Linked DNA regions of Ovis aries: region 2 is linked to region 1. The links are chromatin contacts, called in public Hi-C maps. All regions are on one chromosome and are shown on one strand. The core of a region is the stretch at or near the end of the contact, and the rest is flanking DNA. Distances in the headings are between cores, read along the strand shown.

Region 1 (6,139 bases), core at 1,662-4,161:
TAGTCCTAGTTTGCCAGGGAATTTCCTGGTTTCAGACTAAAAATCTGGTGTCTTCAGAAACTGCTGAGGCATGGGCACACCAAAACAGGGGGTCAGCCTTATCCATCCAAATCCAGCTCTGCCTGTAATAGTAGATAGAATCTGCAGTAGTGTAAGAATGAAAGGAGGGAGACAATAAGCAAGGATCAGTTCAGTCCAGTCGCTCAGTCGTGTCTGACTCTCTGCAACCCCATGGATTGCAGCACGCCAGGCCTCCCTGTCCATCACCAACTCCCAGAGTTTACTCAGACTCATGTTCCTTGAGTCAGTGATGCCATCCAACCATCTCATCCTCTGTTGTTCCCTTCTCCTCCTGCCTTCAGTCTTTCCCAACATCAGGGTATTTTCAAGAGTCAGTTCTTTGCATCAGTATGAAAATAATAGTAAAAATTAAAAAAGAATTAGGAATAGGAAGAATGAGGAATAGAAGAAGAAGAATAGAAAAATTAAAAAGGAGTTAGGGATAGGAAAAAAGAATGAAGGAAAACTTCTACCCTGTTAAAAAATGAGTACCCTTCCCTAGGCAGCCAGCTGTTCTCAACTCTTTGTCCCCACTGTCTTCTCCCCTCACTTACACATTTGGTCTAGCAGCTTCTTCTGCCCACCCTACCCATCTTCCAACCCTTTCTGGAAGAAGTGGTTGAGAATATTAGCCCTGAAGCCAGAATACTTGGGTCTAAATCCTGCCTCTATCAACTGAGTCTACGTGTAGGTGACTTGATCTCTTTGTTCTCATAAACTCGGCATGAAAGTAAAACCTATCTAAGAGTTGTTGCTAAAGGAGGTAATATATGTAGAGTTGAATAATCCACTACATTATTACTCTTCTCCAACTCAGAGATCAAGGCAGAAGGTAATCAGAAGCTTTTGCACTCACTCCATGCCAGGCTCTGATGCTAGGTGCCTCACCACCCTGTGGCACTGTTTCATTGGGGACCTGATTCTGAGTTCTAAGCAACTTACACATGAACTCTTGGGAAAGAACCTGCTCATAAGCATGAGATTGCCTATGGATCAGGAGCAATTTATACTGCACTTGTCATTCTCATGCTTTGTTGCTGAAGCTGATTATATCTGAGAGTAAAAATCTGGCATAAGCCATTTGCTCATGCATTTTTAATTTATGGACTCAAGAGTTTGGAATAACATTCAAAGTCACAGATGCTTATCTGAACCAAACCCAAAATATTTTGAGGTTTTCATATCAGTCATAACCATCAGAGCACTATAAAAAAGAAAAAGAACAACAACCTTCTACAAAAAAAAGACTATAATTTACTTTTAATATTTATGTTGAGAAAAACTACCTTTAAATCTACAATCTGTACTATATCACATGTATAGATAGGTTTATAAATTACTGTGCGTCGATGAAACTTGGGCAGAATAATGAATAGTCCCCTTAAAGGGGTTCACTCAGTTATTTTGGGATATTTATAATCTACAAAATTTTTTAAATTTCTTAAGAAGACATAACCTTTAGGTAACAAAGACAAAACCCCAGGATACTTGGGATGGAACTGAGGATGTTGGAAATAAACAGAGGTTTTCCAGGTGCTCTAAAAGATAATTTTGAGTAATTCTGGTGGTAGACCAGAGCAATGGGTAGCATAGAACCCAAAGCTAGCTGTATAAGAATGATAGATACACATTGTGACAAATATGTGTTAAAATTAGTGGCAATCCAGTCCACAAAGCTAAATAAATTTTACTGGATAAAGCAAGCACAACTAGAGAGTCCAAAGAATGGAGCTTGATTAAGTATTCTGAAGATTGGTCTGGAAGGCCTGTGGGCTTACGGACAGGTTGTTGTTATTTAGTCACTAAGTCAAGTCCTACGACCCCCACTGACTGTAGCCTGCCAGGTTACATCTCCAATAATATTTGGAGGTTAGTTTTGGATACAGGTATTACTTTCCCTTAGAAGGGAATCTGAGGCTCTGAGTCTGTACAGACAGGATAGGTATGCATAAGACAATTGCTGTCTCCATCGTATCAAATACTCAGGGAGTCGGCTTTCTTCACTGATTTGATTTTACACAACCTGAAGATTACATGATCAGTCAGAAGTAGGATTTAGATGCTTTGATATTTGCCAAATAGAGGGACCATATAATTTGTAGTTCATACTGGAACACTTTTGAGGATGAATGGAATGACATTAATAAGTACACTGCAACAAGACATATAAACCAGAACCATTCTGCGAAATCTGGGATGTATAGTTACCCTACCCTTTAGAACCATGATTCTCATTCTCCAATAGGATATACTGACTTATTTGCTCTATAAAGACCTAAAATTGTACTTTGCAATGGATTACCTGTGGTTTCATGGGGCACTGTTGAGAAGCTTCTCAGGCTGCTTCTGGGCCTCACAGAAAAGGATGCTCAGATCCACCGGTAACCAAGATGCATCCTGCTAACCATGTAGCCTCCCCTGTGATTCTCTGGACTTCAGAGTCGTTACCTACTGCTTCCAGTTCTTAGAGGAGGAAATGGCAACCCATTCCAGTATTCTTGCCTGGAAAATCCAATGGACAGAGGACACTGGCGGGCTACTTACAGTCCATGGGGTTGCACAGAGTTGAACATGACCAAGTGACTGAGGACACACACACACACACACACACACACACACACTTCCCGTTCTAGCTGTGCTTCTTAGTATCCAGATTCTTTGTCTACCCATAATGTCATAATTGTGGACTTCTCTGTTGAGTTGCTTACATGATTTTGTAGCAGCAATTCTACTAATTGCAGAGAAGGAACTTGGTTAACTGCAGAATGGCTAGGGCTTTGGTCTTGGCGACCAGGCAGTGCACAGCCACGGTTTCTTGTCTTTTACATCCTTTAACCTTCACCTCCTGGTGTCCCAACCATGACCAGTTTCTCCCTGACAGCTATAACTGACTAAATCCTAAGAACTTATGTAACAATTAATCTCAAAATCTAACTTCCAAGTCAGTGCTCCCTCTAGAGCCTGTGGTTCTGTTTCCAAAAATGAACAATAAAACATAAGTGCTACAGGTAATTCTGAAAAGAGGAGAACTTGAAAATAAAAACTACCGAGAAGAATACCTCAAATATCAATTTTGTTCTGGCATAGAAGAGAGAGCCTGAATGATCACCAAATCCCTCAACTTAGTGTTTGTAAACCTGTTGAAATGTTTATTAAATAGAGATTAAGACAATGAAAAATCCTTGTGAATGTTTTGAAGAATAGCACAAAAATGAAAATGACTTGCTTTATTAATGCTAAATGATAAACACCTAACTCCTTTATAGGACTGCACTGAAGATCAGATGAAGTAACCAGTAATATCGTTAGAAGATATGAAGTATGGTTTCTGTATGATTTAAATCTCAGGTATGCAAGAAATGACTTTTGTGTTATTTTTCTTAAATTAACCCACTTTTAACTCCAAGACCCAATTCCAACATAATGTCAAGGATTTTTGTAGCCTTCTCAAAGTAGTATCAGAGACTGGGGAAGCTTAAATTTCCCTGAAAACAGGGAAGAGATTGTCACATCCTAGGTAACATGGTCCATTTTGATTTTTCTTACTACCCAAGAGATCCCCGTGAGGTCTGGTGTCTCTCACACACTGTCTAATCTTCTCCGGTGGGGCTCTCTAAAGAGGTGGGACCCAGGGTGTAGTCACATTCCCTGTATCCACCTTACTCTTGGGGGCTTCCAGTATCTAGTGTTGAACTCTGGAGTCATCCTGCCTCTCCAACATTCCTCCAGGGACCAGGGCTCTGGTTTCACTGCCCTGAGGCCCATCGTCAATAAGAGTCTCTTCTTAATTATTGGAATAGGCCTGGGAACCAAAGCCAGAGAGGCTTTCCACCTTCTGCTTCTTGCCTTACCACACTCCTCTCTGAAGGGACAAACCTGAGCCACAGAATCTGTTACTCCTTAGAATGGAAGGCAGAGGTGCAAAACAGAAGGGAAACAAGGGAGGGAAATAACATTTTTAAAGCACATTTTATGCAGACGTTCATATAAGGCTTCATATTGATAATACGTTGAGGAAAGAAAGCAGCTTTACTTTCTGTGAGGGGTACTTTCGGCCTGTAAGAAGAGGAGGGAAAAGGCATTTACTCTGTGCGTTTGACCCCAGCGTCAGAGTTGCCGTGGCAGACAGGAGAGGATTTTTTGCTTTCCTTCTTTTCTCTTCTCCTCTTACAGAGCACCCCGACACTGGGACAGCTGTCAGGGCTGGGGCTTGAGCAACTCAGCAGCTGATAGGCACAGGGGGACGAGGCACAGACTGCTCGCCAGCCTCTTCCACTGCAACCACCCACTCGAAACTACATGATGGACACTCCCTCTTGGGTAGTGTAACTACACAGTTGGGGCTGAATTTCTTTAACAGGCTCTGAGCCTGTTAAAACCAAGACTATAGACCTCACAAAAGTACTGCAAGGGAACGGTACTTTCTAGACACCGAATGCTAAAACCTACATATACACAGCTCTCTGGGGATTTCGTTGTTCAGGAACGTAATTTCTAGGTTGATCTTCACCCATAGGAAACTATTTTAAAGTGACTGCAAAAATGGTATATTACCTCTCTAGTTTTTGCTTTATTTGTTAGGAGAAGAAGATATGCCTCTCTGTAAACCTCCTTTCTCCCATCCAGGTTTTATGGCAAAAGATTTATTTAGGCTCCTAAACGCAGTTGGAACCAACAATTAGCAAATGCAATATTTTAAAACTATGCATTTCTTTAAACAGGTAACTTTTAAAGAAATATTGCTCTCTGATTACACCTAATCACATAATAAAAGTGTAATTCCATTTTACTGTGATGTTTGATTTATTTAGGTCTTTTGTGTCACACCAAGAATAAAGGTTAAGGCTTCATTCAGTAATCATTTATCAGAAAAGCTATACTGAAGACAAAAATGCATTGCACCTGTGGTTTCTTGGAAAGAGAACAAATGCACAAATAATGTGTTTGCAATCTGTGTTTCCTTGTCAACAATGTTCTGGGCTTAGTAAACTGTACAGGTTTTCTATTCAAGAAGTTAAAGCGTGCATCCTTGTGTATTTCCTACAGCTTGGAGCCTATGGAGCATCACGCTATCTTTGAATTATCTGCTCAATAAAGCCAGTTTAGAACCTTGAAATGGCTTATGGGTTCCTATATGTTATGTAACATTTCCAGTGGTTACTGTAGCAACACTTTGTCCTGTACATTTCAGTTCCATGTGAAGTAATCTGTATTGCTACAGGATACATGTCCCATGCTGATGACCATAAACCATCCTTAAGGGTTTCAAACACTAACTCCCCACTCCCTTTTGTCCGACCTGAAAGGCACTTACGAAGCCTATTTTTTCCTTTCATTTAAGATTAAACAGAGGAGACACGAAAGAGGTTCGTCAGCTGTGCAACAGCGACCCCTAGAGGCGAAATGCCTTGCCAGTGGCCAAAACCTCGCAAAGATCAGAGCTTCTGCCTCAAATCGAGTCTTGCTTTATTGTGTTTATCCCAAGAGCTATCACAGTATTAATCCAGAACTGCCTTTATTTTGTGAACAAGAGGTATTTTTGCTGCCTAGAAACCGAAGTCCAAAGTTTCGAGAGCTTTACTACCTACTGTCCATGGCATATAAATTTTTATCTTCTCTTTGTGCGATCTAAAGGTATCATGAATGAATTACTTTCTATTTATCAGAAAATCAGCGTAATGACACGTTTGTGCATAGTCAGAACACAACGCCTTTGATTCGCTTTTTCCTTGGGCAGAAAAAAAGCTTGGAAAATAATGTAAAATATCAGAAAAAAAGAAAGGGGGAAAAAAAAAAAAAAGAATCCTAGTACTCTTGCTGTTCTGGGTTTGCAAATGTGTGTAGCTCTTGCTCCGGGATGATTCATCTCCTGAAAGCCTGAGCGCTCCATTTGTTTTGTAGATTTCACTACCCTCTTTGTTCTGCTTCAAACCTTTCAGAGAGCTGCAATGCATTATTACCTTGTTAAATCTCAACCAAAATCATTTCTGCAGCCTGAAGCTGTTTTGACGTGGGTTGAGCATCTCACACACAAAAGAATTGCTTTTGTTCCCAGAAGCTCTCATTGGCTGAGTGGCCT
Region 2 (6,139 bases), core at 2,034-4,533, 1.2 Mb before region 1:
CCAAGGAGCAGGAGAGGGAAGAAGTGTTTTGCTGATGAACGCTGGGTGCTGTCTGGGGCCTTGGTTTCTAGCCACAGAGATCTAGAATTTGGATCTTCAGGCTTCCTAGTGGTGCAGGAAACTACCGAGCCTCCTTTGAATACATTCCTTTCCTGCTTAAATCAGCCAGTTAGTTTCTTTTGTGGGTGGGTGGTTGGACAGCATCACCAACTCGATGGACATGAATTTGAGCAAACTCCGGGAGAAAGTAAAGGACAGGGAAGCCTGGCATGCTGCAGTCCATGGGGTCGCAGAGTCAGGCATGACTAAGCAACTGAACAACAGCTGCTGAGAAGACAAAGATAAATCAGACAACGATGCTGTGTTCTTAGGAGGGAGTGCCGCCACGTAGGCCGGAGCTGCCGCAGAAGCTCAGAGTAGGAAGTAATGATAGTCCATATTGGGCTCGATTTGTAGGGGAGATTAAAAGCCAAGGAGACTAGTGTGACACAGTAAAATAAATAAGCAAATAATTGAAGGGCGAAATTCGTGGACATTTTGTTACAAGTGATGTGGAACTGAGTCCCAGGATGCAGGAGATCAGCTTGACCTTGGAAGGCAAATGCCGGAAACGGGTTGTGGTGGGACAGTGACTAGAGACTGCTGGTTTCCTAGCCAGCCTTCCAGGGAAGCACTGTCTGTGGGCTCAGACTTCTCCCTGATTGTCTGTGAAAGCAGAGGATGAAGAGCTGTTCACGACAGATTTGTGGCCCAGTTTTCTATAACTTCCCAAAGATTGTGCTATTTCTTCCACTGTATGTTTGAAATCCGATGGTTTCCAGAGTACAGTGCAGCCTCTTGTGGTCTGTGCTATCTTGTGTATATTAAGTAGAATTTTATTTTAGGGAAGTTGGGGTGGGGCATACGTTTAATGCTCTGATTCCCTTTTCTTACATAACTGTCATTCATTGAGCACCTCTTCCATGCCAGACTCTTTGCCACATGTTATCTTTAATCTTTAGAACGATGCTCTAAGCAGGTATTTTGAGGTTAGTTTTACAGAAGAGGCCTAAGGACTTGGCCAAGATCACAGAGCTGGGCCAAGATCACAGAGCTGGTCCAAGATGACAAAAATGTGAATCCAAGCGACTCTGGCTCCAATCTTACCTGCTTTCCATGACACACACCATGATTTCTGCCTGCCAGATATCCTAAATCAAGGATTATGTGTCCTACCCTAGGAATAAAATATCCATTTATCCATCTTAAGTTCATAGCTCATACCTGGCAGGTGTGCCTGAGATACATATTAAGCATCCTTAAGGGGTTGATTAAGATCAGCTACATAATCTAGAAAGATCAGTGGTGAATAAGTCTTTCTGATTAAAAAAAAAAAAGCACTGATGGTTAAGATATTATATTGTAAGACCTCTTCCAGGCCTGATTTCTCTAAATACTAATTAGCTTGGTTGATGGGATAATGCTGTTGTTGCTACAGGGGCCGGGGCTGGATGGTGGGGTCGGAGGTGGTGGAAGGGGAGCTGGTGCTGTTCAGAGGCCAAAGGCACAGAAATTGACCTATAAACTCAGATTTGCCAAGCCCTCACCACTGTGCCTGCGCTTTCCTTGTGGCTCAGCTGGTAAAGAATCCACCTGCAATGTGGGAGACTTGGCTTCAATCCCTGGGTTGGGAAGATCCCCTGGAGAAAGGAATGGCTACCGTCTCCAGGATTCTGGCCTGGAGAACATGGGGTCACAAAGAGTCAGACACAACTGAGTGACTTTCACCACTGTGCCTAGGGGGAATATGGACCACCTAGCGTGAGTAGACTATTAGTATTAGTGGTAATAATAATAATTAACATCTTTTGAAGACTATGTGTTTGTACTGTATAATGAATGCATTATCCATCTTTAGTCCTCTGCACAAACCTGGGAGGTTCTACTTTATAAATGAGAAACAGACTCACAGAGCTTCACCAACTACATGACACAGACAACCAATGAACTCCTTGGAGGTTCAGATCCATACCTTTGTGTCTCCAAAGCTGGAATCTAAGGGATCATGTGGTGTTAACTGTAGATGAGTGGTTCCAAGTACACTTATGAAGAATTACTTTAAAGTCATTACCTGTTTATTCAGCAACTACTTACCACTGCTTATTTTAGGATGAGCAATAGACTCCTAAACAAAAGAGGCATGGCCTCTGCCATCATGGTGAGGGAGGAAAAAAAATCAAGTAATTACACAAACGAGCGTCTAAGAACAAACTATGCTGTGTGCTATGACGGAAAGGCATAGAAAGATGGATGAGTACATCACAAGGGGACCTAACCTAATTTATCAGATCAGGAAAATCTGTTTGGAAGCAATGGTGACTGAGTAAATACCAGGAGGATGACTGTAGTTAACTGGGAGGAAGGGGAGGGACCTGGGAGAAGAAAATTCCTGGCAGAATGAAGGGCATGTGCAAAGGCCTGAAACAGAAGGAAAGAACTTTTAGTCTGTGGTCAGTAGACGCTGCTGGCCTGGGGGATAAATTTAGGTTATAGATGTTTGTTTTGGCTCACAGACTCTTCTGGAAAATTTTAAGCCTTCAAGAGGAAATGTTGCATAAATATTCTGACTTCAAGCTCCTTTCAGAAAAGCATAAGGTCTGACAACCCTCGGCCCTCAGGGCTTCATGGCACCAGTGACAAGCGCTGAGTGTGTGACCAGTTTAGGTGGGGCGTACACTGTCCATTTCACCAGTCTCTTCTGCTCATTCTTGTCTCCCCAATGCTGAAGCAAGCTTCAGTTACCATCTGTCATCATATTTGCACTGTTGCAGTTCTTATACTGGAGAATTCTTTCTTTGTATCCCTGTCTCAATAATAAATGAAAGTTAGACCAAGAGAACCATGTGCTTTCCCTCAAACTCAGCATGTACCGTATTTCTTGGTAAATGTGGGCACTTAAGTCCCCCTTCCACTCCTATTTTGGTGGAAACAGAATAAAGGCTAGTAGTACGTACCACGTTAATGGCCTAAAATATGTCGACTTTCTCCTCAACTGCAAATGCTTAGTGAGACTAAGACATGCCTTAGACACTGTGAACTCCCCACCATAATAGGCATGGAGAGCTGAATATAAATTGATTTTTAGTCACAGATATAAAAAATGCTGGTCTACATTTCTAAATGTAGGACAGTACCTGTTTTTAATTGCTACTCAATTTATTAAGCATGATAGATCATAAGATAGCCCTTGTCCCAGAAATATATGTTACTCGTTCCTTCCTTGGTCAGATAAATTTAACTTGGCATCTCCAAACCACTGCTCCTTAGCCAGACAGCACAAATTAATTCTGAACTTTTCTTAAACATTTATAAACATGTCAAGTAATGCAGACATCTCTGGTATGGTTTAAGAGTCCTGGGCTGTGATACAAGAAACCACTTTACTTTATACAATTAACACATTCCCACAGTCAGAGTGTAAATCACACCACACATTCAGAACACTAGAGAAACTCACTGAGGGAACTTGTGATGAATCATTTTGTAAAGCAGAGAATTTGAATGTAATACCCAACATCCCTCATTAATAATTTTTTGCAAGAGCAAAGGATTTAATAAAGTACATATGCATCATACATGTGATATGATGCCTCAATGTCAGTTTCCTTATTTGTAACTAAAATTAGTTGATTTTGGTGTTTGCCTTGACATCCATTCTTTCCCCATGTTGTCAGTGTGACTAAGCCCTGTTACAAGTCAAATCTTCAGCTCAGACTCAACCAGCAGAGGGTACTGTTTGAGCGTTTAAGTGGACTTCCCATCTTTGTCTTACCCATCCAAAGAAACAATTTCTGAATAATAGTCAGGGACAATATTCAATAGGCAAGTTCTGGCACGATAATAGACAGCAACGATCATGTTGCAGCATCGTTTTGCAGGAAATTACCTTTGTTCTCTGCTGCTCACAAAGGACATATGCAAAATGGACCTGTGGTTCCTGGTGGTAAATGTCTATGAAAGGTAGATGAAGAAGGTTCATAGTTACAGAGTAGAATCTCCTTCTAAATTTACCAAGTACTTATATCCCTTTTAGGTTTAGGGTTCTGAATCAAGATATCAGCCCCATGTGTTCTCAGCTTACTGGTGAATGATAATGAATAATTCCTGCAGTAGCAAATGACATAATAAAATAATCAGGCAGCCTGTGCGCATTGTAAATCAATGAGCACAGATGTCTCCAAATGGAGGGGATATTTGAAGATACTTGACATCTTGCTGAGTTCGGAACACTTGAGGGTGGGTTAGCGCCTATTTATTAAAATAAAGTGATCATCTTCCCACTCTAAAATCAAGCTCAGCATTAAATATAATTAAAAATATTGTAGAAGACTTTATCCCTTAATATTCACAGAACTTTGATCAACTTTTGTATAGTAGTGGATCACACATTTCTTAGTAAAATTTCTATGTTTGTATTTTTACATTAATAATTTAAACATTTTTATTGAAACAAAAACCACACATGATAACAACAACAAAAAAGATAAAAACCCTTGCACTAAAAAGCAGTAGTTCTCTGCCTACTCTTTCTTGTTTTCAGTCTTTTCTCAGATGCAACTTTTACCTTTTATAACGGGTTCTTTTGGTTATTTACCTCCATATCTTTAAGCAATATCCGTATACTGCTAAATCTTGGGTTATTAGTTTCGGGTATTATGTATTGTCTTTCTGTGCTGATTCATGAGAATGTAACTTGATTAAGTCATTCAATACCTAGTTTACGCATATCTCGACTTTAGATCTTTATTGGTTACCTATGCGCTTCTAGACACAATACTTACTCCTTTTGCAACTTTAAGTGAGACGCTTATTCTTTTAACAAGAGACAGTGTATTTTGTGTCCCTGTCTTTTCAGTTCTTCTCTCCCACTTCTCCCTCCCAATCTGTACCTCTTGTAATCTGTACCTCTACAATATCAAGACTGTTAAACGTTTGCCTTTCATCATCATTCTACCATCTTTGTCTATAGGTTGATTCTAAAATTGTAAGCCGGTAAGTCGTGCTTATATTGAGACTCAAGCTTGTTTATTACAGTATCACATAGTATATTATTATTATACTTCTTACACAATTTTTAATTTTTCTGGAGTTTCTAATTGTCTTTTTCTTTTTTTCTGTGGTATTTGCCTTTCTTGTGTTTGCTTTTTTTGGGTGGGGGGTCCATTCGGGGATTCTGTTAAGTTTCTCCAGAAACTACTTTCTTTTGAAGCTCTTCATCTTGCTACCCTTAATCAGTACTTGTTATGTAGGCTGGCTAACGGGAATCATCCTGGTGTTATTTTTCTTTGTTTCATCATTTCTGGAATGTGAGTCTTTTGCTTTCTTCATGGACTTCTTTCTGATGCAGTACATACTGACCAAAATTCCCTAAGAAAGGATATGTGAGATGCAACTTTTTTGATTCTTTGAATATATGAAAATCAGCACCTGCAAGTGAGATCTAAGTTCACACTTGAGTAATAATTTAATGAGATACAGAAAATATGAAATTACGCAGAATTTTAAAGGCAGTGTCTCTTTTTCTTGGTCATCTGTATTGCTGATGTGAAGTTTTGTGCCCGCTTGATTCTGATTCTTTGATGATCTGCTTTTTCTTTCTGCTTTTTTTCTTTCAGGAAAAGTTATCAACAGAGGCTTTTTTAACAGTTACTGGTGGGCAGTTCCAATCTGAAATTTTAGTCTTTCTGCTATCCAAAATGCTCCTATATTAATCCCTTCCATTTTTTCTCCCTTCCATTTTTGCTACTTACTTTCCATAACTCCTGTTAATTGCCTATTAGTTCTCCTGATTCAATCCTTTTGCCTTTAAAAATTTTGTTTTCTGGGAGAATTTCTCAATCCTGTATTCTAAAATTTCTTTTTCCTTTGACAATCATATTCTTTAAATCAAGTTTCCTTCTTAATCTGTTTGTTCTTTTTTCATAGTATATTGTTCTTGTCTTATGGATGCAATGTATTCTTCAATCTTTCTAAGGATGTTAGTGTGTCTATAACAATTTCTGTTCTTCACATTATCTCTTTTCATTTTGGAATCAGTATTTCCTGTTTGGTTGGGTTTTTTTTTTTTGGTGAGCATATCTCACATTAGGGATTTATTTAG

The links. A called contact is a pair of places that touch in the nucleus more often than the background predicts.
Region 2: a contact with region 1 is called in a Hi-C map of skin fibroblasts, with 2.1 times the contacts expected there. The contact joins two enhancer-like sites. A contact is called at or near these places in 6 of 16 Hi-C or Micro-C datasets (hypothalamus, liver, mesenteric adipose tissue and 3 more).

The regions. Positions count from the first base shown.
Region 1 is chr3:127,768,698-127,774,836 of ARS-UI_Ramb_v3.0, reverse strand. No RefSeq gene overlaps it. Among named protein-coding and RNA genes, the nearest start is that of TRNAW-CCA, 4.4 kb to the left of the region's middle. Within about 2 kb of position 2,911, at least 4 of the 54 cell types and tissues checked have an H3K27ac peak or open chromatin away from gene starts, as enhancers often do.
Region 2 is chr3:128,938,370-128,944,508 of ARS-UI_Ramb_v3.0, reverse strand. No RefSeq gene overlaps it. Among named protein-coding and RNA genes, the nearest start is that of PLEKHG7, 140 kb to the left of the region's middle. Within about 2 kb of position 3,283, at least 16 of the 54 cell types and tissues checked have an H3K27ac peak or open chromatin away from gene starts, as enhancers often do.